5 separate regions of the Mus musculus genome follow, and all the other regions are linked to region 1. Evidence: chromatin contacts called from public Hi-C, promoter capture Hi-C and targeted proximity ligation data. All regions are on one chromosome and are shown on one strand. The core of a region is the stretch at or near the end of the contact, and the rest is flanking DNA. Distances in the headings are between cores, read along the strand shown. Region 1 holds the start of Yif1a (Yip1 interacting factor homolog A (S. cerevisiae)). Region 2 holds the start of Ppp1r14b (protein phosphatase 1, regulatory inhibitor subunit 14B). Region 3 holds the start of Atg2a (autophagy related 2A). Region 4 holds the start of Batf2 (basic leucine zipper transcription factor, ATF-like 2). Region 5 holds the start of Sac3d1 (SAC3 domain containing 1).

What was found. Promoter capture Hi-C pulls out the DNA fragments that hold promoters and counts their contacts. Hi-C and Micro-C count contacts between places; a contact is called where the count stands out from the background.
Region 2: a targeted proximity ligation map of pancreatic cancer cells shows a contact between it and region 1. A contact is called at or near these places in 3 of 39 promoter capture datasets (cranial neural crest, hippocampal neurons and liver), 1 of 484 Hi-C or Micro-C datasets (B cells), 2 of 130 datasets of targeted methods (astrocytes and pancreatic cancer cells) and 1 of 9 other capture datasets (adipose tissue).
Region 3: a Hi-C map of B cells shows a contact between it and region 1, with 9 read pairs. A contact is called at or near these places in 4 of 39 promoter capture datasets (liver, neutrophils and pre-B cells), 4 of 484 Hi-C or Micro-C datasets (B cells, CD4 T cells, double positive thymocytes and 1 more), 2 of 130 datasets of targeted methods (microglia and pancreatic cancer cells) and 1 of 9 other capture datasets (adipose tissue).
Region 4: a promoter capture Hi-C map of liver shows a contact between it and region 1, with 6 times the contacts expected there. A contact is called at or near these places in 2 of 39 promoter capture datasets (both in liver).
Region 5: a targeted proximity ligation map of pancreatic cancer cells shows a contact between it and region 1. A contact is called at or near these places in 1 of 39 promoter capture datasets (liver), 1 of 130 datasets of targeted methods (pancreatic cancer cells) and 2 of 9 other capture datasets (adipose tissue and liver).

The regions. Positions count from the first base shown.
Region 1 is chr19:5,086,308-5,091,874 of GRCm38.p6, forward strand. Yif1a (Yip1 interacting factor homolog A (S. cerevisiae)) reads left to right here and starts at 2,231. Exons shown (of 8, transcript NM_026553.4): 1 at 2,231-2,441; 2 at 3,112-3,323; 3 at 3,465-3,569; 4 at 3,697-3,775; 5 at 5,061-5,118; 6 at 5,234-5,389. The coding sequence starts at 2,411.
Region 2 is chr19:6,971,940-6,977,506 of GRCm38.p6, forward strand. It overlaps Ppp1r14b (protein phosphatase 1, regulatory inhibitor subunit 14B), which reads left to right and starts at 3,109. Exons shown (of 4, transcript NM_008889.2): 1 at 3,109-3,567; 2 at 4,605-4,688; 3 at 4,919-4,951; 4 at 5,043-5,385. The coding sequence starts at 3,310. The coding sequence ends at 5,111. It overlaps Gm52400 (a long non-coding RNA gene), which reads left to right. Exons shown (of 3, transcript XR_003952919.1): 3 at 740-1,288. It also overlaps a transcript of Plcb3 not described here.
Region 3 is chr19:6,239,268-6,244,834 of GRCm38.p6, forward strand. It overlaps Atg2a (autophagy related 2A), which reads left to right and starts at 2,401. Exons shown (of 40, transcript NM_194348.3): 1 at 2,401-2,699; 2 at 5,160-5,322; 3 at 5,420-5,567. The coding sequence starts at 2,529.
Region 4 is chr19:6,161,626-6,167,192 of GRCm38.p6, forward strand. Batf2 (basic leucine zipper transcription factor, ATF-like 2) reads left to right here and starts at 2,814. Exons shown (of 3, transcript NM_028967.2): 1 at 2,814-2,928; 2 at 4,843-4,947. The coding sequence starts at 2,890.
Region 5 is chr19:6,115,759-6,121,325 of GRCm38.p6, forward strand. It overlaps Sac3d1 (SAC3 domain containing 1), which reads right to left and starts at 2,828. Exons shown (of 2, transcript NM_133678.3): 1 at 2,039-2,828; 2 at 246-829. The coding sequence starts at 2,828. The coding sequence ends at 336. It overlaps Snx15 (sorting nexin 15), which reads right to left. Exons shown (of 8, transcript NM_026912.2): 7 at 4,728-4,985; 8 at 3,641-4,196. The coding sequence ends at 4,105. It overlaps Naaladl1 (N-acetylated alpha-linked acidic dipeptidase-like 1), which reads left to right. Exons shown (of 18, transcript NM_001009546.2): 18 at 1-231.

The DNA.
Region 1 (5,567 bases), core at 981-3,480:
CAGAGGAGGGTGTTCGATCCCCTGGAACTGGAATGATAGATGGTTGTGAGCTGCTGAGTGAATAATGGGAATCTAAGCAGGTCCTTTGGAAGAGCGACCATCTCTCCAACCGCACCCATTTGTTTACTTATTGGGCCTAAATGTTTTCTGGCTATTGTCTATATGTAGTTAGTGTGCCTGGGCACTAGGAAGACATAGATAGGTGTTAGGAATGACATAGTTCCTGTCCTCATGGAAAATATTCAGGGAAAATCTGATTAAAGAGGGGTTTAGAACCCAGACTCTAGCCATCACTCTGGGCCATGGTCAAGCCTCCGTTCCCTTTGTCCCTCTGTAAGGGCTAAAGTGATCCCCCCTTTTATTTTTATTTTTTAAAGGTGTATTTATTTTATGTATGAGTGCTCTATCTGCACGTACACCTGCATGCCAGAAGAGGGCATCAGATCCCATTACAGATGGTTGTGAGCCACCATGTGGTTTCTGGGAATTGAAGTCAGGACCTCTGGGTTTTTTTGATTGTTTGTTTGTTTGGTTGGTTGTTTTTTTTTTTTTTTTTTTCTGAGACAGGGTTTCTCTGTATAGCCCTGGTTGTCCTGGAACTATTTTGTAGACCTCGAACTCGTGATTTTGTAGGCTGGCCTTGAACTCGTGATCCTCCTGCCTCTGCCTCCTTCACCAAATCCTACCGGCGTACGCATCCACAACTGGCAAGATTTATTTATTTATTTTATATATACAATACACAATAGCTGTATAGATAGTTGTGAGCCATTGTGTGGTTGCTGGGACCTTCGGAGAGCAGTCAGCCAATGCTCTTAACCACTGAGCCATCTCTCCAGTCCCGATCTCCCCCCCCCCCCAAAATTAATTACATGTTAAATGTATTTGTTCTGTGTATCTCTCTCTGGGCGGGATGGTGCAAAGAGGTGCACTTTAACATAGCTCGAGTGTACAAATCGGAGGAAGATTTTTCGGAGTTGGCTCTCTTCTTCCACCGTCTGGGAATTGAATTTAGGTTCTCAGGCTTGGCAGTCTGCTGAGCCATCTCACAAGCAAGCTAACATGACTCTTAAAGGATTTGGACAAATGGATAAAAAGGGAAAGGCATATCTCCCGCATCCCAGGCGGAGGAGCAAAAGCAGCTGTTGGACAGCATGGGCTGAGTTTGGGGATCAGAAAAGTCTGACCTTATGCAACTAAACGCTGAGTAGTTAGTCAGCTGTAAGTATCCGAGGGTGTGTCATGCTATCTAGAGAATAGTACCTGACAGTCTGTGAGAGAGGGACCCTTGGAGGGATTGTCTCCAGCGACGATGGGAGTGGTTACAGCCTGGGTGGGAAGAAAAGAGCCTAGGAGACTAGGAGTGAAGCTTACGGGCCTCACTTGGAGATCACAGGACTGGTGATGACTCAGGAGACCTTCAGGAGACAGGTCACTACACCTCTGCCTCCCAAATCTCCCGGACCACTGGAGAAAGCGATGGAACAAGGCCCAGTACAGATTCCTGTCCCATGTATACCACCAGGACTTCGTATCTTCTGGGTGGTCTCAGTTTCTGTCTCCTGCCCCATGCGTGAGCGCGTGTGTGCGTGTGAGTGCGTGTGTGCATAACGTATTGAGCGCGATTCCAAACCCTCCCAGCAGAGGCCCTCGGGGATGAGCCCAGCGGCGGACTCTACAGGGCATTTTCAGCACCAGCCGACGGACAGCACCAGTTCTGAAAGGAGTGGGAGGGCGGAGGAGGAGTCAGCGTTCCAGGGCTCAGGGCCGCGCTGTCACTCTCCCGGTGCGGGCAACAACAACAATTTCTAGCAGGCCGGAGCTCCAAAACAGGATGGAGTGAATTGGAGGAAAGAGCACAGAGTAGGGGCAGGGATCAGTCAGAGCTTGACCGACCGCCGCATTCCTCTTGGACTGCATTGCGGCGGAGCCAGCTTTGTGCCCTGACTAGTTGGGTCGGTCAGGACTTTAATCTTCCTATTGGCGTAGTCGTGGCAAGGAGCGTCAAGCGCCTCTTGGCGCAGACGCGGAACTAAGTTACAACTCCTTCTCACCTATTGGCTGGTAGCGCCGCAAATTAGCCAGCCTACTAGTCAATCCGAGAACATCTTGAGTAGCTCCGCCCCCTATCTGTCGGAAGTTGAATATGACAAAACCCGATTGGAAGAGAGCTCACCAGTAGCCAATTGAAAGTGTAAAGGGGGAGAACCAGCTCTTCCGACGAGCCAATGGTAGACAGCGAAGTGTGACGCCAAGGACATGGCGGCCGCGATCGGACAGCCCTGGGACGTGTCGGGCCGTCGGGTAACTTCGGTCAGGACCAGGCAAGAGAAGTAGCTGTTTCAGTAGTGTTCGTACCCACGACTCAGCGAAGTACCCACGACCCTTGGGTAGAGCGAACGTCACGGCCATGGCTTACCATTCGGCATATGGAGTCCACGGTGCGTGAGGAGTGGGGAGGGCGGGGCGCGGCCTGGCAGCGGGGAGCCAAATACGCTGAGAGACCCACTGGTTCTGTTGGAGAGGGTCTGCAGTGACCGCTGCCCAGGGCGGGGAGAGTGTCTCTCGGGTTCCTGCCCTGCCACACTGCAGCGTGTCCTGGACTTCGCCCTTACTAGCCAGTCCTGAGATCAGGCTGCGACAGCACTACTGGGATCCTCAAGTCTAATCCTGCTTGTACCGAATTTGCCTCCAGAACTTCCTTTCCCTCTTACAACTCGGGCAGCATTCCTGACCACTGTCCAGGGACTCCGAATAGCCAATATTGCCTTTTCTACCTGTGTTAAGTCAAGGAATGTCTTTGCGGTGATTGTGCCCAAGCAAACGTCTTTTCACTCGCTAGTACTCAGAGATCATTTCCCTTGAGAGACTTCCTAGAAACCCCAAATGGGTAGCCATGTTTAGGCACACCTTTCCCACTGCATGCAGTAAATGATCCCCCACCCTGACCCCCCGAAGGATAGGAGATCGACTTTAAAACTCATCCTGCCTTTTCCTCAATTGTTCGGTGCCTTAGGACCTATGCACAGCTTCCCAGCCTGGGGAAAGGGCAGTGGTCTGGGTTCTTGCTCTGTAATTCTGTAATCTACTTTGGTCCTCTCACACCTGCAGGTTCCAAGCATAGGACCCGGGCAGCTCCAGACCCTCCTCCACTCTTCGATGATACAAGTGGTGGTTATTCCAGCCAACTGGGCGGATACCCAGCCCCAGGAGCTGATGTAGCCTTCAGTGTCAACAACCTGCTTGGAGACCCAGTGGCCAATATGGCAATGGCCTATGGCACCTCCATAGCATCCCAAGGGAAGGACATAGTGCACAAAGAGGTGTGCCCTGGGCTCCCGGGAGGAGGGAGGCAGGGCTTCTGGCCAGGGTTGGGGTGTCACAGGATCCCATCTTACTCCCCAGGCATCCTTTAGGAAGGATCACGGTAGGGCTCATCCATAGCCTCTTCTCTTTACTTCCAGCTGCACCGTTTTGTGTCCGTGAACAAACTCAAGTATTTTTTTGCTGTGGACACAGCCTATGTCGCTAAGAAGCTAGGGCTATTGGTCTTCCCATACACACATCAGGTGAGCTTCCCACCAGGAGAGCTGGCCAGCCTCTCCCCACTCGCGGATAACCTGACTGATCATCAGATCTCAACCCTCTCTCTCTTTCTCTCTGCTCCTGTTTACCCGACCACCTCGCCACGGCCAGAACTGGAAAATGCAATACAGCCATGATGTGCCTCTGCCCCCGCGGAAAGATCTCAATGCCCCTGACCTCTATATCCCCAGTGAGTCTCTGATGTGGGGCTTGGCCACAAAGGGGACTTGTGCCTTGAGCATAGTTAGGAAGACGATTCTGTTAATGACCCAGCGTTCATTCCTGGAGCTTTCCACGTGGGACTGTTACTAGACACTAAGTTGACAGGATGACCAGTAGGAAACTTCCTGAATGACCTTGATTTTTTTTTTTTTTTTTTTTTGGTTTTTCGAGACAGGGTTTCTCTGTGTAGCCCTGGCTGTCCTGGAATCCTGGAACTCACTCTGTAGACCAGGCTGGCCTCGAACTCAGAAATCTGCCTGCCTCTGCCTCCCGAGTGCTGGGGTTAAAGGCGTGCGCCACCACGCCCGGCACTTTCCTGACTTTTAAAGTGGACCCTGTCTCTCTCCAGCCTGGAGCTCAGGGTTTCACTCGGCCCAGCAGTTCCCAGCTGTAGGGCTTCAGACTTTGGATCCTCACAGCTGCCTGCGTCCCCATGGCGCTTGTCAGGCTACCTACTTGCCTCTGCACTTCACTCTGTCCTGTTGGCTAAGAAGGTTCAGGCTCAGGGCACACACAAGGAAAGCAGATATACTAGGGCAGAGCTGTCTGGAGGAGCTGTCAGGAAGGGCAGCCGCTAAGGTTGTTCCATCCTCTGTTCCTCTCATGATCTGTTACAAAGCTGGTATTGCCATCCTTTGTCATATGCTGAAGTCAAGGCTATAAGGCCTTAACTGCCCCATCGCTTACAGGTAGCAGTCCTGTGCCTTCTGGTGGCTCCATCAACCTGGTGTCTGGGGAGTTGAAATTGCTGCTGAAGCCTGCCTGGCTCCCTACATCTTTGAGCTCCTGTGAAAACAGCTCATAGTTAACCAGGGGTTTCTGCATGGCCAGTGGTCAAACTCATAATTGTTGGTGGAGAGGGACCCTATTCCCAGAATCCTGGACCCTAGGACAGCCTATGTTGTCCATGAAGCTTTCTTTTTGGTTCTAGTCTTGCCAGAAATCAGGCTGGTACCTGTCTAGGATGAGCAGAGGTCTTGACCGTGGTGTTAATTCTGGAGATATTGCAGGGAGCTGATGAGTTTCCTAATGGGAGGGAAGGTGATGGCTATGGTCCTGGGAGGCCCAGTAGTAGTCAGCTGGAAGGGGCAGTCGAGAGGCGCACCGGGGACAGGACATTGGAGAGTGAAGTTGGGATATGCAGGGAGGGAAGGATGGGAGAGGCTGGAGCACTAGTGGACTTGAATGCCTAATGAGGGGCTCTGGGTGAGGAAGCCAGAGGAACTACTTCCTCTCTTCTCTTCTCTTGGCAGCCATGGCCTTCATCACATACGTGCTGCTGGCTGGAATGGCGCTAGGCATTCAGCAAAGGTTAGTATTCTCTTCTCCCTCCTGGCTTATGTCCCTTCCTCTGTAGGGAATCTGTGCCAGGTCCTAGCTCACCCACCTTGGGCCTACCCTGACCTACCTTCTCCCATGGCTGCAGGTTCTCCCCAGAGGTGTTGGGCCTGTGTGCAAGCACAGCACTGGTGTGGGTGTTCATGGAGGTGTTGGCTCTGCTTCTGGGCCTCTACCTGGCCACCGTACGCAGTGAACTGAGTACCTTCCACCTCTTGGCTTACAGCGGTTACAAATATGTGGGGTGAGTGCCTGCAGGCTGAGAGGAGCCTGAAGGGTCTCAGGCTACAGGTTTTGGGCCTATGTAGCAACAGCCTTCACTGTGATGCTAGAGACAGTTCTACTCCGTCTCAACCGCCAGCTCTACGCTGTGAGTTGGTGGCTGTTTCTGACAGTCTCCCCTTGGAGCCAGTGACTTTAAA
Region 2 (5,567 bases), core at 1,859-4,358, 1.9 Mb after region 1:
AATCCGACCCCTTGTGCTTCAAGGCTAGGGCTCCCGTTTGAGCGGCCCAGGTTCCAAGAAAGCTGTAGGCTAGCAGACCCATCTTTCCTCTCACAGTGAATAGTCATTAGAAGAAACAAGACAGAGCAGCAGCCAGCCCCAGGAAAACAAGGATGCTCTGGGGATGACATGGGAGGGAGCCAGAGGGAGAAGCAGGATGGGCATGCCTCTGAAAGGACCTGGCATGTGACATCAAATATATGGTCAAGGGCCAGGAAAGGCAGTGTTCCATATCATCATCTTGGGGGTACAGGCAGGGTTGACGGTCTTCAGAGTCATGGACTCAACTCTCACAGTATCTGTCGCAACCATTCCTTCAAGGTACAAACCCATGCTGGGATTCAAAAAGAGCTGCTCTGCCCTTAGTGGGGTGAGCTGGGCATGCAGGGAATTTGTTCCTGGGAAAAGAGACTCTCCCATTAGTGCAGGCATGGAGGAGGAAGTCAGGCTCAACATGCAAGGGTCACGCCTAAACTGCAACAGCAGCAGGAGCCAACCTCCCGGGCTGTCCAGGCTAGCTGAAGAGAAGCTAATGTCAGACAGTGGGCTGTGGGCTGCTAAGGGAAGAAACATCAGCTTACTGCAGTGCTTCCCCCCACTGAGAACCAGAGGGCTTCCCCCCCAGCCGCTCTCCTCAGTAAGCAGCTCACTCCCCACCTGCCTTCTCGGCTTACTTATTTATTGTTTCATGTATCACAAGCTGGCTTCAAGCCCACCCAGCAGCCAAGGATGAGCCCGAACTTCTCAGCCTCCTGCCTGCACAACTGCGATGATAACAACTGTATGTGGTGCTGTGGATCGAACCCACGGCACGGTGCGTGCTAGGTAAGCACTGTTCCAAGGCGGCTACTTCCCCAGACTCATCTCCCTTTACTTTATCTTTACGGTACTGGGAATCAAACCCATACCCTTGCACATGCTGGGCAAGTGCTCTACCCCTGACCTACATCCCTAAACGCTGTGGCTTCTCTCCAAAAAAATAGCATCGAGGGGGCTAAAGAGATGCTTCAGAAATTAAAAACACTTGCTCTTGCAGAGGACCCAGGTTCAATTCCCAACACCCACATAGTGGCTCACAAACACCTGTAATTCCAGTTCTAGGAAAGTCAAAACCTTGTTCTGTCCTCCATAGTCTTGGGGTGGTACACGTACTGCATACACATATACAAAGTGGTCATAACATAAATTTGTAACACATAAAATAACAAAAAGTAGCATAAAAGAGAAGCCTAGTGGTGCAGGCCTTTAATCCCAGCACTTGGGAGGCAGAGGCAGGCAGATTTTTGAGTTCGAGGCCAGCCTGGTCTACAGAGTGAGTTCCAGGACAGCCAGAACGATACAGAGAAACCCTGTCTCGAAAAAAAAAAAAAAAAAAAAAAAAAGCCTAAAGTCCCGGGTTTGAGTTTGGAGGTAGCAGCATCTGTGGGACCCTAAGCCAAACTCTGAAATCTGCCTGCTCAGAAGATGTCCATACAGGGCTAGGACTTGCTGTCCCTGTAATCTTGAGACTATTTGAAACTGAGAGCCATAGAGACATCCAGAAAGTGCTACACAACCTCCTTGGGTAGTATGAGATGGAGTGGGTGGCAGGAGACTGGTAGAGACTCTGCCTTAGTGTGTGTGTGTGTGTGTGTGTGTGTGTGTGTGTGTGTGTGTGTGTGGTGGTGGTGGTGGTGGTGGTGGTTGTCATACAGCCCGGGCTCAAAATCCCAGCTCCCCCTTTATATAGCCCTGTGACTTAACTATGTGCTCTCACAACTGAAGTGTCCACGAGTTTTCCCGTTTAATGTTCCCCACAGCCTTCAGAGGAAGTCCATCGGTCCCCCCCCCCCCACCCACCACCTCTTTTCGGTCGTTTGTTCAACCAATAGGATGGAGAGTCCTTTGCCTGAGTCTGAGAGTTTTTCGAGCTAGAATTCGGTATGGACCTAATAGTGTCCTAATGCCTGTAGGTTTGACAAGGAGCACGCTGACCCAAGCTAAGGTATCAGCAGAGTCCTCAGAGCTCTGGCCCACCAAATTTTCGCTTTCTAGCAGAAAGACAAAGGAATGAATGAAACAATTTAAAGATGCAGACAGAATAAAGGAAGACTGGAAGGTGGCCTCCTAAAGTGTGAAGGATCGAGAAGTTACTGGGTGAACTAGCTTGCTGTCCCTACAGCAGAACAGGCAGGGGTCCCAATAAACGCTCATTTGGGGTCAACTGCTATTATTACCTTTATCATTGTGAGTTTTGGCTTCCCCACATGCTAGCTCTTTGCACCCGAGTTTCCTCCTTTGCACACGCTCAAGCTGCGGGGCGCCCAGGGCCTCGCCCAGCACAATCCTGCCAGCTCAGAGGGGCGCGCCCCAAACAAGTTTGCGCTTCAATGCGGGCTCTGCAGCTGGGAGGGGCAGCATCGACGAGCCGCTGACTACATTGCCCACAATACCACGCGCGCCGCCATCTCAGCCGGTGGGCGGTGGTCGTCCCAGTCCTGGCTATTGTAAGCCAAACGGCCAAATCTACACGCCCCCACCCCGAGCTCTTCCTTGAGGGGCGTGAGACCAGACCAAGTAGGGCATCCCGGCCGGCACCTGGGCAGTGCCTGGACCCCTTTACACCTCCGATCCCCGGAAGCCCTGTCCACGTGTCGACCCATGCGCGGAAGTTCTCTCGCCCCTTGATGACCAAGGGTCCCGCACGTTCCTCACCGCATCTGCGCCCACACCGTCTCATGCCTAGACTGTCTGTTTCTACCTTAGTGACAGAATGAAACAGGGTCAGAAGAGGACTATGGTCCTAGTGGCGTGAAGATCCAGGCATCCGACACCTAGAAGTCTAGGTTTGAGGCCAGAGGTTAAGTTATAGGAAACCGGACAGACAGTCCCCAAACCCGGCAAAGTAGATCCTCCCCTATCCCCTTTCAGGAGGCGGGGTTGGGGAGAGGGGGCCTGAAGCGGGGCTGGCCCTTTAAGGGGGTGTGGTCGGGGGGCGGGGGAAGAGAGCAAGACAGAGAAAGCGGCAGCGGCGGCGGCTCGGGCGGCGGCCGCGGGGGACAAAGGGCGGGCGGATCGGTGGGGAGGGGGCGGGGCGCGGCCAGGCCAAGCCCGGGGGCTCCGCATGCTGCAGCTGCCCCCGGGCGCCCCCGCCGCCGCCCTCGCCGCGGAGCTGCGCGGAACGGAGCCCGCGAGCTAACCGGAGCCAGCGGCCGGGAGCCAGCCGGCGGGCGTCCGGGAGGCGGCGGCGCAGGGAGGGGCCCGAGCGCGCACGTGGCCCCGGCGGCCGCCATGGCGGACAGCGGCCCCGCGGGGGGCGCGGCGTTAGCTGCCCCGGCCCCCGGGCCGGGCAGTGGCAGCACAGGGCCCCGAGTCTACTTCCAGAGTCCCCCTGGGGCCGCAGGCGAAGGCCCGGGGGGCGCTGATGACGATGGCCCGGTGAGACGGCAAGGGAAGGTCACCGTCAAGTACGACCGCAAGGAGCTACGGAAGCGCCTCAACCTGGAGGAGTGGATTTTAGAACAGCTCACGCGACTCTACGACTGCCAGGTGTGCTCCCCACCCCGCGCGGATACCCTAAAATCGGCCCTAAGTCGGTCTGTCTCCAGAGTCAATGGGAGCTCTGCTGCCAAGCCACCGGTCTTGCACTCGCCGCTCCCAGTGAGTGTGCGCTCTTTCTTGCCTGACCTAAGACACTCTAGCTTTCTCCGCTGCCCGGGACCTTGCGTCCTTCGTGGTACTGCCTCAGGTTAAGCATAGTGTCCTCGCCGAGTCTAGAAGAACTAGATAGCCTGCTGGAGGCAGGGGTCTAGCTTGGGCTAACAGTGAAAGGTCTAGTCTAGTCTGGGCTAGCATCGACACTAGTTGAAAGGTACTAGTTTAACTGTCTCAAGTGTTACAAAGGATCTGAGGAGTTGTTGTGGGCTAGCCTGCCATTCTGTCTACAGAGACAGGTTAACCAGCTCTCCCAGCTCTGGTTCTCCACCCCATGTTCCTTGCTTGTTCAGATGGTGACTCAGGCCCCCAGGGGTAGGGTGGAGGAGTGGGCCTGCCCTCTAATGCCTACCCTAGCCCAGCCCTGGAATGCAGCTGGCTCCAAGTGTGATAGCTGTACCCTTGGGGAGGGGGGTGTACCCCTTTCTCCTCAAAGCATGGGCTCTTTGTTTCCCCTTTATCAAGCATGGGTCTTTCACACTGACCCCTCACCCTCACTTCCTCCCCCCCCCCCCAGGAAGCTGTGACAGGTGTTTGGGGGAGGGGAGGGCTGTGATGAACTAGGACAGCTGGCCCACCAGTGCTCTGGTGAGCCGGAGGTCCCGGATGCTGAGAAGGCACATCTGCTAGGTTCAAAGCCCAAGGTCCCCAGCCCTGTCTGTCTGGCGCCCCTGGTGCCCACTGGCAGGGACAGGAAGTTCCCCCTCATTGGGCAATTTGCCTTGGCACAGACCTGATCTGTTTTCCTTCCCAGAGCAGCTGTCTTTGCTGGGCAAGGAGGGCTGGGCTGGTTTTGAGTGAGGCAGGGAGCCCTCTCCACACCCTCTCCTGGCTGAGACACTTGTCTGTGCTTCTCCCCGCCTCTACCCCAGGAGGAGGAGATCCCGGAGCTCGAGATAGATGTGGATGAACTTTTAGACATGGAGAGTGATGATACCCGGGCTGCTAGGGTCAAGGTAAGCTGAGGTCACCTAGTGGAGGGTTGTCTGGAGACACGGCCCCTTGGGGAGGCTTGGCCCTAGGGCCATACCTTCTTTGGTTTGGGTCATCTGCCTCTGGAAAAATAAGGCTCACGGAACTTAACTTAGCTATGTTCCTAAGTGGCCTCAGTCCCTGGGGAGGGTATAGGTGAACTGAGAGCCCCTGTCCTCAAGAAGTCACTATGTGCTGTGTTCTCCCTTGCCAGGAGCTGTTAGTTGACTGTTACAAACCCACTGAGGTAAGCTATTCTCCTTGCCCTTAGGGTGGGTGTGTATGTGTGCAGCTTATCATCGGGATCCTGGCCTCTCTAACAGCCCCCTCCTATCTAGGCCTTCATCTCTGGCCTGCTGGACAAGATCCGGGGCATGCAGAAGCTGAGCACACCCCAGAAGAAATGAGGGTCCTGACTCAGACGGCCGTGGCTCCCACAGGACAATCGCTGCCCCCCAACCTCGTAGCAACAGCAATACCGGGGGACCCTGCAGCCAGGCCTGGTGCCATGAGCAGGGATCCCCGTGCCCCTGCCTAGGGGTCATTTCCCTTGCCCTCAGTTTTCCACTTTTGGGGTTTTTTATTGTTATTAAACTGACGGGACTTTTTGTGTTTTTATATTGACTCTGCGGCGCAGGCCCTTTAAAAATAAAGCTAGGATACAGCCTTTGGAGCAGCTAACAGGCTTGGCTGGTCTTTTACGGGGGACACACTGCTCTACAATTGTCACCAGCTCGTCTACTCCCCAGGTGATCCTGGGCCTTCTTGGAGCCCATGTAGCCATGGTGATAACTCAGGCTGACTCCCAGATTGCTATTCCAAGCAGCTGGGGAGCAGTGTTGCTACCTACAGTCTTCAGAGTT
Region 3 (5,567 bases), core at 1,151-3,650, 1.2 Mb after region 1:
CACCTACCAAGAGCTGAGAAGAAGCCAAGTCTCTCCCCTAAGCCAGGATTTTTGCTTATGCCATTGTTTGTTTGTTCATTTGTTTTTAAAAAAGGGTCTTTCAGGGCTGGAGAGATGGCTCAGTGGTTAGGTACACTGACTGCTCTTCCAGAGTCCTGAGTTCAGTTCCCAGCAACCACATGGTGGCTACTGTAAAGTGATCAGATTCCCTCTTCTGGTGTGTCTGAAGACAGCTACAGTGTGCTTATATACATAAAATAAACAATCCTCTTATAAAAGAAAGAGAGAAAGAAAGGGAAAAAGAAAGAAAGGGTCTCTCTGAGCTGGGTGTGGCAGTGTCTTGGGTGGGAGGCAGAGGCACGTGAGTTGAGGCCAGCCTGGACTACAAAGTGGGATCCAGAAAGTGTCCAGTCAGGGCTGTGACACACACAGAGAAATCCTGTCCTGAAAAACCATAAAGGGGGGTGGGGGGCCATTTTTAGCTGCCAGGCTGTAGGAAAGAGGAGATCCCAGTTTATGGAAAGTTGAATTATTGATTTTAGGATTAGACATATGAAAAGCCATTATTTCAGAGAGGACCCCAACAAACCACAGAAGGGAGGGACCTTAATCTGCTGTGCATTCCTTAAATGGGAGGGGAAGAGGAGGGAAAAAAGACCTTCCTGGTGATGGGCTAAACAACCTTCATAATCCTATTTTCTACCTCTTAAATTGGGAACACTAGCAAACCAAATGAAAATGAGGACATGGCCACTCGAAAGTACAGCTGAGGAGAAGGCATGGGTTCCTTGTGGATGCAAGGAAGAGAACAGCCAGAGGCATCTGGAAGAGTCCAGAGCAGGGAGAGAGGGGAGCAGGGGTGCAGAGAAAGCAAAGAGGGCAAAGAAATGAACCTCCAGGGCTGGAGAGGTTAGGGGACAGGGTCTGCCAGCCAGGATGACTCTGTACCATGTACTTATGAGTAGGGACTCAGGTAGCCCAAGAGGTTAGCATGGACCTTGATAGATATACATTAGGCACCAAAGACTCTCATTGATGTGAGTCATAGTCCCTTTTGCCAGAGATAAGCAGAATGGCTCCTCTTAGCAAGTAGGAACTATCATCCCCCACTCCACCCCACCCCACCCTGCAGGACCGGGTTTCTCTGTGTAACCTTGGCTGTTCTGGAACTCCCTCTGTAGACTAGGCTAGCCTGGAATTCAAAGACTGGCTTGGTGTATGTCCCTGAGGGAATCCTCACTTTTGTCTAAATGTCTGAATTTGGGAAAAGGAATTTCTTGGGGACCTGACAGAATTTTTAAAAAGAGAGAAATGGGTGTGTGTGTGTGTGTGCCTTCAATCCCAGATTTTAGAAGCACAGGCAGATGCATCTCTGATTTCAAGGATAGCCTGGTCTACAGAGCGTTCCAGGACAGCCAGGCTACACAGAGAAACTTTGTCTCGGAAAAAACAAAAAACAAAAAAAGGAAAGAACAAGGAAGAAGAAAGAAAAAAAAAAGTGGAAACAAATAGTGCCTTTTTAGGGAGTTGTTAACAATAATGGATAAGATAAGCGGCTAGGAGGAGTGGGGAGAGGGGTTTTGTGGAGGCAAACTGGGAGGAATAACATTTGAAATGTAAATAGATGCCTGGCAGTGGTGGTGCACGCCTTTAACGCCAGCACTTGGGAGGCAGAGGCAGGCTTTAGAGGCCAGCCTGGTCTACAGAGTGAGTTCTAGGACAGCCAGGGATACACAGAGAAACCCTGTCTCGAAAAACATACAAACAGAAATGTAAATAGATAAAATAACAAATAAGCAAATGAAAAAAGATAAAGGACTAAAGCAAGTTTCATAGGGCTGGGCGTGATGATGTATGCACGCCTTAAATTCCATCATAGAGAGGCAGAGGCAGGAGGATCCTATGAGTTCAAGGCCAGCCTGGACTACAGTGTGAGTTTCAGAACCGCCAAATACAGAAAAGCTTGTCTCCAAAAAAAAAAAAAAAAAAGTTTTATAAAAGTGCAAATGTGCATTTGTTGCCAAAAGATAGACTGCAAAATTCGCACTGACTTTACTCCTCTGATAAGCTTGTCTACAAATTGGGTGAGTCACTGTTCCTTTAAATTCTTCCCAATCACCTAAAAAAAAAAAAAAAAAGTTGGACAAATCGGCACATGCGCACTCTTCCTGGCCCGGACTGTCGCCCTACGGTTGCAGCCTTTCCGCAGCTTGAAGCAAGGAGGTTAAAGGTCCTCCCACTCAGAATTTACGCGCAAGCGTAAACTACGATTGGGAGCATTTCATCTCGCAAAGAGCCCAGTCCCTTTTTCGCTCTTCAAGGCTCCGCCTCCCGCGGCCAATCAGTGGGCCTCGCCCTTCGCAATGACCAATGGCAGCGAGCGTGGGGGCGTGGTTGGGCGTCCGGGGGCGCGGCCTGGCGCTGAGAGAAGCGGCGGGGCGAACCGGGGGCTCTAGTGAACAGCACAGCCGGACCGAGATCGCCGGCTGTCGGCCAGCGGAAGCGGCTCGGGCCCGGCGGTCCCCGAGATGTCACGATGGCTGTGGCCATGGTCGAACTGTGTGAAAGAGCGTGTCTGCCGCTACTTGCTACAGCACTACTTGGGTCACTTCTTTCAGGAGCACCTCAGCCTGGACCAGCTCAGCCTGGATCTGTACAAGGGCAGCGTTGCCCTGCGGGATATTCACCTGGAAACCTGGGTGAGGAGGCAGGGCAGAGGTGGGATGGTGTGGAGAGAGGGAGCACGGGCCAGCGAAGGGTCCTCGCGGAAGGTTTGGGCTGGAGGACAGGCACCGTGTTTGGAGAGGCCAGTGGGTCTCGACCGCCTCCGCCAGGCCCCCTGGCTGGCCCGTCACCACTTAACCAGAAGCTAGGAGAGAAGTCTCTGTCTTCACCTCTCTAGGAGAGACAGACTAGGAAGTGAGGTGTTACTTTAAAAAAAAAAATGTCACCATCATCATACGGAGTTTGGGAGAGCTGCTTGGGGAAGGGGATTCCCGGGAGCTAGGGGAGCAGAGAGATGTTGTGGGGAGCCAGGCAGTAACAAGAGCTGGAACTAGGGTAGTCAGGGAGGCTTTGGGGGTGTTAAGAGCCCTGCCAGGGGCACCTGTAGAAAGATGTGTCCTGACCTCCTCACCCCATGATCCTGGGCATAAGGGGTGGAGATCGCCCCCGGATGTGGATGTCAACAACAGCGTCACTGCCTTCTGTGTTGATCCACACCTCGTGTGACTGTTGCTGCTCTCTACTTCCTGCTTTTGGGAGAGTGGGAGGGGCCTAGCTTGGGTTTAGGGAAGGACTTGGTCTCTGGCATCTCTACCTGGAGGGCAGCCCTCCAGGAGAGGTGTAGAGGTTTAGCTTCAGGCTAGCTGGGGTGGGGGATGGGAGGAGAAGCTGGGCCTGATGCTCAGGAGGTCTGAGGCCTAGGGTATGGAGTTGAGCAGGAGGCTGGGGGTGGCAGGTGAGGGGCATTGACTCACAGCTGATGGCTGGGAGTAGCCAAGGAGCCACCAATTAGAGGCTCCAGCTAAGGGCTGGTATGGGGTCATCCTAGCTCCAAGAGCAGTAGAATGGGCATGTGGCAGGGCTGGCCTCTTTCTCTTTTCTAGCTGGCCTATGGGTCTGCAGCTTCACTTAGAAAGAGCTAGAGGTGAGCCATGCCTTTGGGAACAAATATGGGTTGAAGAGATGGTGGCATCTTCTAATGGCCTGGTATAAGAGGTGTCTGACCTTCGCCTCTTAAACCGCTCAGAAAAATATCCAACATCTGGGTGTTCCCTTTTTTTTTTTTTTTGCTTTCAGCCAGAATGCCTTCTCAGTCCACTCTCTTGTTTCTTTTTTTTTTGGGAGGGGGGGCTGTCCAGGGCCCTGGCTGTTTTCTAGCCTCTCCCAGACAGCCCAGGCACCTCACTTAAGCCCACCCCTCTCTGCTCTTCACCCTACAACCCTACCTTGAAGGCATTCCAAGCAACTACATGGTCCAAGGACCAAGTTGAGCCCTTCCCAGCCTCAGCTTTCCTGGTACCTGGAGTGACTAAGACAAATGCCTAGGCCTCAGTGTCCCCATCAATAGAAGAGGAAGGTTGACTCAACCTCTGCTTGCCTCTGGCTCTGGCCTTGTTTGTTTATCCGTGGGCTCAGCGGGTGTTTACCGAGTACTACCCAGAGCACCTGGGTTCTTAGGGAGAAGACTAGTGACTCATGGCCTCAGGCGTTCCCAGGCCGACAGGGATACAAACCCAGCACAGCATCCCCTTCCTATGTCTTGATTGTATAGCTCTACTGTGGGTCTAGGACTGGGGTCATTTGGCCTTGGATCAATCCCTCTCCTGGACCTAACCTTGAACTCTGCCTGTCTAGGATGAAGATGTGTTACTTGCTGCTCTTGACTAGGTCTCTCTGCTTCTTCTCATGCCTGGGGTGGGCCAGCATCCTACTTCCTCCACCTGGCTGCTTCCTCCTCACTCTGGCTCACCTTTGGGGTGCTGCTGGGTTATATGCAGGTTCTGCTCACCCTTGCCTAGTGCTCAGTGACTCCGAGTCAGAGCCTGGCATTCTGAGACCCTGGCTACAACCTAGCCAGGCTGGGAGACGAAGGCACTCATTATCTATCCCTGCAGCCTCTGGTTGCCACATAGAAGGTGCTCAGAATCTCGTATACCATGTAGCCCAGGTTGGCCTCTAGCTCAGCATATACAGCTTTGACCTCCTGATCTTCTGGCCTTTGCTTCCCTAGTGTCAGGACCACGGTGAGCCTCACCACATCCAGTTGTACTCTGCTGGAGATGGAACCCAGGGCTTACTGCATGTTGGGCAAGCACTTAACCAACTGTATACCAGGCTGGCCTAGATCTCCAGACAGTCCACCTGCCTATGCTTCCTGAGCACTGGGGCTAAAGGCATGCAGGCTACCACACCCCGCAGTAAATAGAGTTTTGAAGCAAACATAAGAAGGAAACTTCTTAGCTGGCCCAAAGGGCTGAGCACTGTCTAGTGAGACAGAAACAGGTCAGGGCCTAAGGGAAGGCCTTGTAAGTAGCAGAAAGAAGGATGACCATGCCAAGAGTGCTCTCCAAGACAGTGGCTGTGTGAGACTGTGGCAGGTAGCCATATTCAGAGTCTTGGTGAGCTGATTTTTATTTCCCTTGCCTCTTACCCAGTCTGTGAACGAGTTTTTGAGGTCAATGGAGTCACCACTGGAACTGGTGGAAGGCTTTGTGAGCTCCATCGAGGTGGCTGTCCCCTGGGCTGCACTTCTCACTGACCACTGCACTGTGTGTGTGTCAGGCCTTCAGCTTACCCTGCAGCCCCGCCAGGGTTCAGGTGAGAGCAGGGTAAGACCACAGGGGAGGCAGTTGCTGGGGATGGGCCCAGGAGAGTCGGGGCCCTTTTATCCTGACTCCCTTGTTCTTTTCCACAGGACCAGGGGCTGCGGACTCTCAGAGTTGGGCCTCATGCATGACCACAAGCTTGCAGCTGGCTCAAGAGTGCCTTCGGGAAGGGTTGCCAGAACCCTCAGAACCACCACAGCCCCTGGAGGGGCTGGAAATGTTTGCACAGACCATTGA
Region 4 (5,567 bases), core at 1,564-4,063, 1.1 Mb after region 1:
TTCCAGCTCTGCCTCCCTGGGGTGGGAGACCTTAACTCTCTGGGTTTTATGACCCCACCCTTTAGGAATGTATTTAATGTCAGTGTTTTCTCCAAATTCATGTTTCAAACACCAAACCTTCAGTTAGATAGTGTCACATGGCTGTAGTTGTACCAACTTCAGGAGGCCAGCCTGGGCTACATAGTAAGACCCTCCCTCAAAAAGAAAAGGAGGAAGAGGAAGAAGAGGAGGAGGAGGAGGACAGTGACAATGACAAACAGTAGTAGCAGCAGCAGCAGCTGCCACCACCAAACATGGTAACTCACTAGGCAGAGGCATTACGTTAAGGCCAGCCTGATGCACATAGAGTCCTAAGCCAGCCAGGGCTACCTAGTGAGACCCTGACCTAGATAACAAGAACACAAAGCTCTGCCAAACGATAGAACTTGGTGCTACACACCTGGAATCTCAGTGCTCTGGAGGCTAAGTCCAAAGCATCTCTGAAAGTTTAAGGCTAGCCTGGGCTACACAATGAGACCCTGGCAACCCTTAACAAGAGCTCAACCTGCTGTTGTCTTGCTTTGGGGCTTTTCTGCCTCTAGAGCTATGGGGAATAAGCACTGTGTAAGCCATCCAGGCTATTGTGTTGGTGTGAGGTGATGAGGTCCCTGGCTGAGCGAGGGGTCAGGGCGTGTAGTCTCACTGGTCTGGAAGTCCATCCACCTCTCAGGGAAGCTTGCAGGGCCATTTAAGGTTAAACATTACCCTGTACCCATCCCCGCCCGCCACTCCCTCTCCCTTCTGAAGATCAAGCCATAAACACCCCCCTTTCCTCTTCCTCTGGAGATGTGGTCTCCCAGGAGGAGGCGCCCCTGTAGACTGTCCAGTTCTCCTGGAAGCCCCTGGTCTAGGAAGTCAAGGAGTCTAGTTAGAACTGCAGGCTGAAGCAGGGACACTGGGCCCTAGTCTTCTCAATAGGTGTTTTTTGGGGTGACGTCATACCCAAGCTTCCTCCAGATTGTTCCCCTGTGGAGTTCACAGACAGGCTTAATGAGCCCCTCAGGTGCTGCATCCAGCCAGCGCCCTACCCTACCCGATGTCTGGGAGACAAAAATAATTCCAAGAAATGGGTAGCCTAGGTCAACCCATTTCAGCCCCTGCCCCCAGGGCTCTCAGAAGCAAGGTGATAGGGTCCTGCTGGCACGTCCAATCTCATCGACCCAACAGTTTCAATTATGAATATGTCAGCGATCCTAGAATCCAGATCCACTGCAAGTCTCAAAGAGAAGATGCACCAGGCTGGGCAGTGCTTTCTAATAGGGAAGGGCTCTCTTCATCCTGTTCCTCCCCTTCAAACAGCTCTGTGGACTAGGAATGACTTTATCATCCACAGCAAAGGGATCACACACAGAAGGTATGGATGATAAATTTGGTGGGCAGAGCACCAGGGCTCATCTCTTAAGGCTCAAGCTGGCTTCAGGACCAGTTCTAGAGATGGCAAAAGATTCCTGTGTTGCATAACTCTGGTCATTACAGACATCACGACATGGCAGACACTACTAATCAATTGCAGTCTTTTTATTTTTATTTACTTTACTTATTTATTAAGAGACACCGTCTCTTCTAACCCAGGCTAGACCCCAATTCTGTGTAGCCATAAACTGCCTTGTCCTTCTGGTCCTCTTGCCTCCATTTCCCAAGGATTATAGGCATCTGCCACTGTGCCCAGATTTAGCACTTTTTGTTTTTTAAATATAAACTTGGACATAAAGATTCCTTTAAAAGTTTTATTTTGTGGGCTTGAGAGATGACTCAGCGATTAAGAGCACTGGCTATTCTTCCAGAAGATCCAGGTTCAGTTTCTAGCGCCTACATTTTTGCTTATAAATATCTGAAACTCTAGTTCCAGGGGCTCCAGTGCCCTCTTTTGGCCTCTGAGGACACGGGGCATATATGTAGGGCAGAGACATACATGCAAGCAAAACACTGGTATGCATAAATTAAATTTAAAAAGTTTAAATTCTTCATCATCAGTGGGACAGGGTCTCATCATTTAGCCCTGGTTGTCCTGTAACTTACTCTGTAGACCAGGCTGGCCTTTAACTCAGATACCTGCTGGGCTCTGCCTCTGAGTCCTGAGATTTGGAGGTTCGTGCAGTCACGAGCACTATCACGCCAGCTCTGATTGTTGATTTTTTGCATGAGTCCAACATCGGTCTCAGAGAGTTTGGAGTGGTCGTGTTGTCACAGTTCTTTTGTTATGCCTGGGAACTTTTATATTTTGAGAATTTTTAGTTCTTACTATGTAGCCCAGGTTGGCTTCAAACTCATGAATGATTCTCCTGCCTCTGCTTCTCCAGTGCAAGTACCACACCAGGCACACCCAGCCGCAGGCCTGGAAATTTGCTCCACCCTACCCATACCCTTCATAGATAAGGAAACCAAAGTTCAGAGAAGGTGAATCACCTTCTCAAAGCTGCACAGCTCCAGTGTGGACTGTGAACCTGGACTTTCTCAGAGACTATGGGGGCTCCTTCACGCACCCCACCCCAACCCCGCTTTTCCTCTAGGTTCTGTCCCTGGCATCCTGCCAGCCCTCTCCAGGATACGGTCTTGTTAACTGCTCCCATCTACCCTCCACCATCCTTCTTCTAGAGAAGGGGCCTAACCGGAAGGCTGCTCTTGTTAGGAAGTTCCACCCACGTGAGTGAGCGTGAGCGAGCAAGAGCCAGGGATTCTGGGCAGCCCATGGTTTTAGGAGAAACTGAAACTGGGTGTGCTAGGGGCGGAGTGGCCACTGGGGATTTAAAGAGCCACCACTTCCTTGGGCCTCCATAGGTCACTGGGAGGGGACAGCTGCTGAGGGGACATCCAGGACCAGACTGAACCTCTTTTCCCCTTGCCTAAGCCATGCAACTCTGTGGGAGTAGCGAGCTGCTGACTGAGACAGTGAGTACAGGGGACTAGGAAAGAAACGCTATGGAGAGAGACAAGGAAGGCTGCAGTAAGGTCACCATGATCTGTGTGACCTGGGAACTGGGCTGCACACTCCCATCTCACGGTTTAGTTCCTCCTGGGCACTGGAATGACTTCCTGGCGCTCACACTGCAGACCAGTCTCCAGCTTTGAACTTGGACCCTGCATGCGTGCGTACTGCTTCCTCGCAATCCATTTGCTCTCACCTTGCAGCGTTTCCCAGATCCTTCCCTTCTCTCTCTAGTCTCCCAAATCACAGCTGCCTTCTTTCCTCGCTGACTCTGTCTTTCTCCAGCCTCTATTCTGGTCTGAAGTTTGCCCTGAGGAGGATATAGCCACAATCCAAGGGACATGCAGAGTCCTCAGCCAGAGTGGCTGGAGTCTTGCCTGAGGTGGAGTGACAGAGACAGGGTCCCGCTCTAGGCATTTGACTTCAAGTTCCATTTAAGTTTTGTGGTCCCCGGGGTTGGAGGGCTCAGAGCTCTCAGGAGCAGTCCTCTCTGCCCAATGGAATCTCCATCAGTTCTAGGCAGCCGCCCCACTGCCCTGTGAGTGAGCATGGAGTCTTGTAGATCTCTTCTGTGCCAGGTAGGTGACATTCCTGCTTTGAGGAAAGATCTCGTGTATCCCAGGCTGGCTTCAAACTCACTATGTAGCCAAGTCTGGCCTGAACTAATCCTTCCATTACATCTTGCCATTTTGCCTAATTTTATTTGTTTGTTTTGTCTCCTCTTCCTACTCCTCCTTTTTCTTCTTCTTTTTCCCACTTCTGTGCCCTTCTAGTTTTGTGCCTGGTGCATAGTAGATGTTTAATAAATGTTTGTTGAAGGGATGGGGAGATAGCATAGTCAGTGAAGTACTTGTCTCGGAAGCCTAAAGACCTGAGCTTGGTCCCTAGCATCCATAAAGCACCTGGTTAGGTGGCAAGCACCTGTAAGCCCAGCCCTGGGAGAGGGGCGCTTGCTGACCAGGCAGCCCAGTCTTACTGGTGAGTCCCAGACCAGTGAGAGACTATATCTCACAAACAAACAACAAACAAACAAACAAACTAGGTGGGGGCCAGTTAGGAATGCTCACTGCTCTTGGAGAGGACCCGAGATTGGTTCCCAACACCTTCACGGGGCAGCTCACAACCAAATCACCTGTAACTCCAGCTCCAGGGGACTTAACACCTGCTTCTGGTTTCCAAGGGTACAGACACTCACATGCATACACAGGTCACCACATATACACACAACTTAAATTAAAAGAAGGCAGATGGCTTCTGAACATGAATGATACTTAAGGCTGTCCTCCTACAGTGTACACACACACACACACACACACACACACACACACACACACACAGAGGAAATTAAATGTTGTTTCAGTAAGTGAGTGCCAGCCCCTTTAGACTGAGTTGAGGACAGGCACATGGGATCATATCAGACCCTGACCCTGCTGCCTTTGTGGGGTTGTGGGCTGGAAGATCATAGGAATGGCAGCTCACTCTGGGGTGTCTACTCTCACCTTCTTTCCTTCACTGTCTGTGGACAGTTGGGAAAATACCATGTGCCTCTGTTCTACCATTGAGATTATTGCACTCAGAAGAAGCCAATGCTGACTTTTGAGAATGTGTGTTTGAGGTTGCTATGGTCTGGGTTCAAATCCCACCCTCCCTACTTATTAAGTAAGCTGTAAGCTAGACACGGGGTAGGGCTGGCGTTACTGTAAGGAGTGCAGTGTCTTCAGGAGGACTGTTAGTGCCATGGGAGGGAGGAGACAGACTTTGGGAGAACAGGACTTCTTGAGACTAGGCTTGAGAAAGACAACGTTCCAAGTAGCTGATCAAGGTAGAGGAGGCAGGCCGCTGCCAGGACCACAGAACCTCTGCCTCCTTCCTCATAGGACCTTGGGGAGTCTCAGAAACAGCTGAAGAAGAAGCAGAAGAACCGAGTGGCTGCCCAGCGCAGCCGGCAGAAGCACACCAGTAAGGCGGACGCTCTGCACCAGGTAAGGGATGGTCTCACTCTTGGTTCAAAAGGCTGAGTAACCTACACTGAAGAGTTCTTCTCTTTCTTCTTCTCTTTTAAAACATTTATGTATATGAGTGCTTTATCTGCATATACACCTACATGCCAGAGGAGGACATCAGATCATGTTATAGTTGTGAGCCACACCTGCAGGTGCTGGGAATTGAACTCAGGGCCTCTGGAAGAGCAGCTAGTGTTCGTAACTACTGAGCCATCTCTCCAGTCTCTCTTTTTCTTTTTAAAAGTTTATTTTATTTTATGTGTATGTGTATTGGTATTTTCCCAGCATATATATATCTGTGACATCATGTGTGCCATGCTCATGAGTGCCAGAAGGGGGCAGAAGAGCCCCTGGGACAAGGGTTACAAACCGTTGTGAGCCCCCATGTGGGTGCTGGGAGTGGAGTCTGCTCCCTCGGGAAGAGCAGCTAGTGCTTTTAACCAACGAGCCATCTCTCTAGGCCCAGAACAGAGTTTCATTTCATGGTTCTTAGGACTGGAAAGCAGTCCCAGCATGACCCAGCATCTGCCCAGCAGGTAGTGAGGACCTCTTGTGGAGGCAAGGCAAAGCAAGGGCATGATATAGTGTGGAAGGGGTAT
Region 5 (5,567 bases), core at 1,578-4,077, 1.0 Mb after region 1:
CTTTCTTCTTCCCCTGCACTCTCTCTCCCCTCTTTTTTTTTTTTGGTTTTTCGAGACAGGGTTTCTCTGTGTAGCCCTGGCTGTCCTGGAACTCACTCTGTAGACCAGGCTGGCCTCGAACTCAGAAATCCACCTGCCTCTGCCTCCCGAGTGCTGGGATTTAAAGGCGTGCGCCACTACGCCCGGTTTCTCTCTCCCCTCTTAACCCTCAAATAAATGAAGTCTAAAAGTTCCTGTTATTGTTTGGAGATCATAATGAGTTCCTTTTATTGTTTGGGAATTATGAAAAAGAAGCCAGGTGCTCTGACCCAGGCCTTGTGGGAGACGAGACCCTCTCAAGCTGCAGAGCCAGGTCTGTGAATGTCACCTTCCTCAGCCATGACCACATCTTCCAGGGTGTGTCCCTGCAACTTATTCCCCACTAATATGTGGTAGGCACCAGGGGGTGGGAGTCCTTCCTCAGAGTATTGACCCCTCAGGAATACAACTCTGTCTTTATCCAAGGTCAGTCCATGGGCCTGGCACAGGTCCCGTGCTTCCTGGAGTCCATCCAGGGCCAGAAAGTGTTCTATGAAGTCCAAAGGCAAGGTCTGTCCCTTAGGAGTGCTCAGGGCACGGGACAGGCGGGCTAGAGCTTTGCGGCGGGCATACCCAATGTGTTCCTGCACTGCGCAGCTCTGTAGGTAGGGTAAGGTGCGAAGCAGGCGAAACAGTCGGGCATGGTTGTCTTCCCGGAAGGCAGCGTCAACAGCCAACGCCGCCTGAAGGGGTGGGCAGGCACGCAGGGCAGCAGGCAGCTGTAGAACCTCCTGCAGGGCTTCCACAGAACCTACAAAGGCAAGCAGCAGAAAGACACAAGGATGCTTGATGCTTTCTGGGTCAGGCATACCTCCCATCCCACCCCCTCCAGGCCCAAGCTATTTATATACACCTCTAGTTCCAGGCAAACTCGTTTCCAGAGCTTGGCTCTGCCCACCTGCCAGCTCCAGTCATGTTCCCTCAGAGAGGCTACCCCACTTCCTCTCTCCTCTTCTAAGAAAGACCCAGCCATCTGATCCTTCTCTGGTCTTTTTGAGGTGCCACAAGACCAGACCTCCTTCAATCTAAATCCTTACAAGGCAGTGTTGTACATTTACATAGGGACACAGGCCAACATAACATAAAGGCTTGCCTGGAGCACAGGCTATTATGCTAGACCCAAACTTAAGGCTTCTGACTCAGGGTTCCCACTGCAGCCTGAGGGCACTGGCTTCCCTACACTTTCCCCTCTATCTGCAAGGGTCACTGTTGGAGGATGACTTGGCCCTAGTTTCCTTTCCAGGAAATCTTGGTACTGGAATCTTGGGCCACTTTTCTTAAATTAGTGAATTTAAGAGTCACTGTGTGTAGCCGGGTAGTGGTGGTGCACGCCTTTTATACCAGCACTTGGGAGGTAGAGGCAGGCCGATTTCTGGGTTCTGGGTTCGAGGCAAGCCTAGTCTACAAAGTGAGTTCCAGGACTGCCAGGGCTACACAGAGAAACCCTGTCTGGAAAAAAGAAAAAAAAGAAAAAACAAAGAGTCACTGTGTGCATGTATGATACAAATATATTGTCTCCACATATAAAATCATCAAAGAATCTGCCTGCCTCTGCCTCCAAAGTGTTCCCATACAAGGCGCCTGTTACCACGCCCACTGGACTTTCCTATAATTAAATCACCCATAGAAGGGAATCTTTTAGCACCTCCTGTTAGATATGTTTATGGGCCAGCCCACGGAGCAGTTCTTATAAGTTTGGAAAGCGCTTTCTAGGTCAACTCTCTCAGTACTATCCTACCTCCTTCCACCTCTACTATGTAGAAAACAGCCAATTTGAGAATGTCAGACCTGAGGTCCCACGTCGGGACTTTTACCAACTGACTTTCCCAAGAAGAAGCTATTGCTGGGGGATGGAAGTTACAGTACTCCCAAGCTATAGTTCGCCGTTGCTGCTACAATTGCGTCTTCCCCACCCCAGGCTCCTCGGGTCCCCGCACTTAGTTCTCTGGGATCGACTCACCCAAGTTGTAGAGCAGAAAGAGGCCCTGAAAAGCAGCCTGGCGGGGGTAGGGGCCTTTGCCCCGCGCGTAGCAGCGCCGCAGCGAACCGAAGCCTTCCTGCACCTGAGTCTGAAGCAGCACCGGGTCCGCGGCTCCGCGCGTCTCTTCTGGCCGCACCCGCGCCACCACGGCCAGCAGCGTGGCCAGCGCAGCCTCCAGCACTGTCGCTGCGTCCGCGTCGTCCACGCCCTGCAGCGACAGATCTAGCCGCACTGCGCGCAGGCGGTCGGCCACAAAGCTCGCCACCTCCGCGCACGACACGTCGCCGCGGCCAGCCACCTCACCGGCCAGATAACGCACGGTGGCTAAGAGCACTGGCGGCGGCCGCAGCAGGCTTGGCGGGGGCCGGGGTTTGCCCGCTGCCGGCCGGCTGTACTCCTTCACTGTGCGCTTGGGGTCGGCTCGGGGAGCGTTCCCACGGCCGCCTGGCTCCACCTCCAGTCGGTGCAGGCGGCGCTCGCGCTCGCGTCGGGCGCGCTCGGCGGCCGGGCACATGTCTGGGCACAGGCCCATGGGTAGTTTGCAGCCGGACATGGTAGGGGTGTGGGTAGAGGACGCACACTCAGCATCGCCGGGCCAGCGGAAGCGCGGCACTGCATCCTGCCGTGGGCTCGAGGGACAGACTCGAGCCCCAGTCTGGCCAAACGCAGCCTGCCGCGGCTTTCTCGATTTGCCGCTCCCGCGGCCTTTAGAAACGCCTCCCATAATCCATCGCGCCTGGCTTCGGTTTTCCCCCTTAAATCGTCCCATGATGCATCGGTTTGTAGTCCCGCGACGCAGGCCACACCTCCCCAGGGCTGGGATTTGTTGGTTTAGCTTTTTGTTCTTAGGGCTCTCGAAGTAGCAAGTCCTGCTTTACGTACGTGTCTATTATTTCTTTAACACACTCAGCTAGTGCTGCGTGCCTGTCATTCTTCATTGTTTCCCTATGCGTTTTGTTTTAACTGTGTACCTTTGCATGGTCTGGAAGTCACTATATAGACCAGGCTGACTCAGTAGAGATCCGCCTGTCTCTTTGCCTTCCAATTCCCGGATTAAAGGCGCGGCCACTCATTCATAGTTATTATTAGCATTCTGTCTAAGCTTCACTTCACAGTTAGCTGACAACAACCAGGTAGGCTCCACCCAACAGCTACCTGGCAACAGTCAGGTAGGCCTGACCCATTATAAAAGGGGCTGCTTGCCCCCTCCTCTCTCTTGCCTTCTTGCTCCTGCTCTAGTCCCTTGCCCCTCCCCCTCCCTGTGCTCATGGCCAGCTTCTAATTCTCTACTCCTCTACTTCTCTCTCCCCCCCTCCTCTCTCTGCCTTTCTCTGCCTCTAGTACCCTCTTAACTCCCCTTCCCATGTCCTGAATAAATTCTACTATTACCATCGCTTGGCTGGTCCCTCAGGGGGATAGGATGCCTTGGCAAGGGCCAGCTGAAGCACCTCAATGGAACATATTCCTCCTCTCTTTATCTTCTTATAAACATAATGGGTATGATGTGCCAGACACCGCTTATTCAACTCTGTTGGTACAATGTAAACTCAACCACAGACAATAATAAGCAAATGGACCTGGTTGTGTTCAGGCATGTGTTTTACTCACACGTATTTAAATTTTATGAGATTTTCACTAGTCAAAGAATCTTTTTTCTTCCAACCATAAAAAAAAAGAAAGAAAGAGAAGAAGAGAAAAGGAAAGGAAAGGAAAGAAAGAGAAAGGAAGGAAGGCTCTCAAGGGCCTTACAAAAAAGGCAGTGGGCCAGGTCTGGCTACAGACTCTGGTCTAGATGGGTGAACTGACAGGTTAGGGGCCCAGATGCCACTCACATAGAACAGATAGGCAGGATCAGAAGTTCAAGTCTAATTCCAAGGAGGCAGGCAGGTCAGAGCTGAGAAGTCTTTGCTTTTCTTATACTTGATCCAGTTAATACAGATATGGCCCCTGGTAGTCATACGAGCAGGAAGCACGGCCAGGTCCCAAAGAGAGCAGTGGGGGTGGCTGGCAGTGCTGGAGCTGACATCCCAGGAAGGGTCCACCCCTTAGGGCAAGTGTGTGTGAAGCATCTCTGCCCGCTTCAGGTACTCGGCTGCCTTCTTCTTCACACCTTCCCGGCGGGCAGGGGATGGGTCACCTGGAGGAAGCAGATGGCCCACCTACATTCAGAACCCAGGTCATAATGTGTCCTTTCCCTCCCTGGGTCCTCCTGTCTTTGCCTCATTTTATGAGGCTATTAAAAAAAATAAGGGAAAATTCTGCCCAGTGTCTCCAGTTGACCTGTGAGAAACAGATGTTCACGGTCCCTCTTTCTTTCTTTAGAATGTATTGTATGTGTGTGAGTGAGCACGGGAGGGTCAGCGGGCAACCTTGGGTGTAGGTCTTCCCCTATCACCGTGTCTGTCGTCTGTCGGAGATAAGATCTCTCTGTTCTCTGCAGCCTATGCCAGGTTCAGCTGCCCTCGAGTTTTTGGGGATTCTCCTGTCCCTGCTTCCCATCTTGTCATGGGTACGTTTGCTGGAACCGTCTCTGCTGGTGCACACTGTTATGTGTGGCTCTGGGCATTTAGTTCAGGTCTTCTGCTTGCACGGCACTCACTTTACCGACTGCACCACCTCCCCTGGTCCTTTGCTTTCTACTTTCCCTCCTCCCTACTGCCCTACCCACCTGAGACACCCTGCAGAAGAATGTGCACCCCATCTTGGTAGCCTTGGAGAGCAGCAGCGTAGGCGCCAGCCTTTTCATTCCGCAGGGCTTGAGTGATGAGCTCTGTGGCCTGGCCAAGGTAAGCTGGGGCAGGCTCTCCATCCTCAGCTTCTTCCTCCTCCTGTCCTCCTGGCTCCCAGGGTTCCTGGTCCAGCCTTTTGGACTCTACCTCAATGGCTGCCAGCTCACCTGTGTGGGTAGGGCTGGGGCCTGTACTTTCTGTAATAAAACAGGGAGGAGTGAGGGCAGACTGGCCCTCTCTTTCTCAGGGCCTGTTGCCCACCCCAGGACACCAAACTGTCCCACTGAATTCACTTGAGTAGAAGGAAGCAGCTGGGATCTGTTTCCTTGGTTTGGCTCAGGAGGTTTTGTAACGGCTTAGTGGATTATTACTGCTGCATGGGAGAGTGCATGCGTGAGTGCATGCGTGAGTGCAGGTATGAGTGCAGGCGTGAGTGCAGGTGTGAGCATGCCATGGCTGGAGGACAGGTTCTGGGTTGGTTTGTTTGTTTTAATCATTTACAGTGGAATCTGGGATGGAACCAGGTTGCCAGGTTCATAAGGTAGGGCTTTCACCTTCTGAGCCATCTTGCTGGCCCATGACCTTGAACTTCTGGTCTTTCTGCTTCTGCCTCTCAAGTGCTAGGATGCAGGGTGCGTGCCACCAAGGCCAGACACAGCAAGTCTGTGAGCAATAGGACCCTATGGTGATATGCTACCCAGAGTTTGCCCGGAGAGGAGGACTCCCTCCATCCTCCAGCTCCATCCTCCTGGGCTCCTCCCAGAGCTGCTCACAGCCAC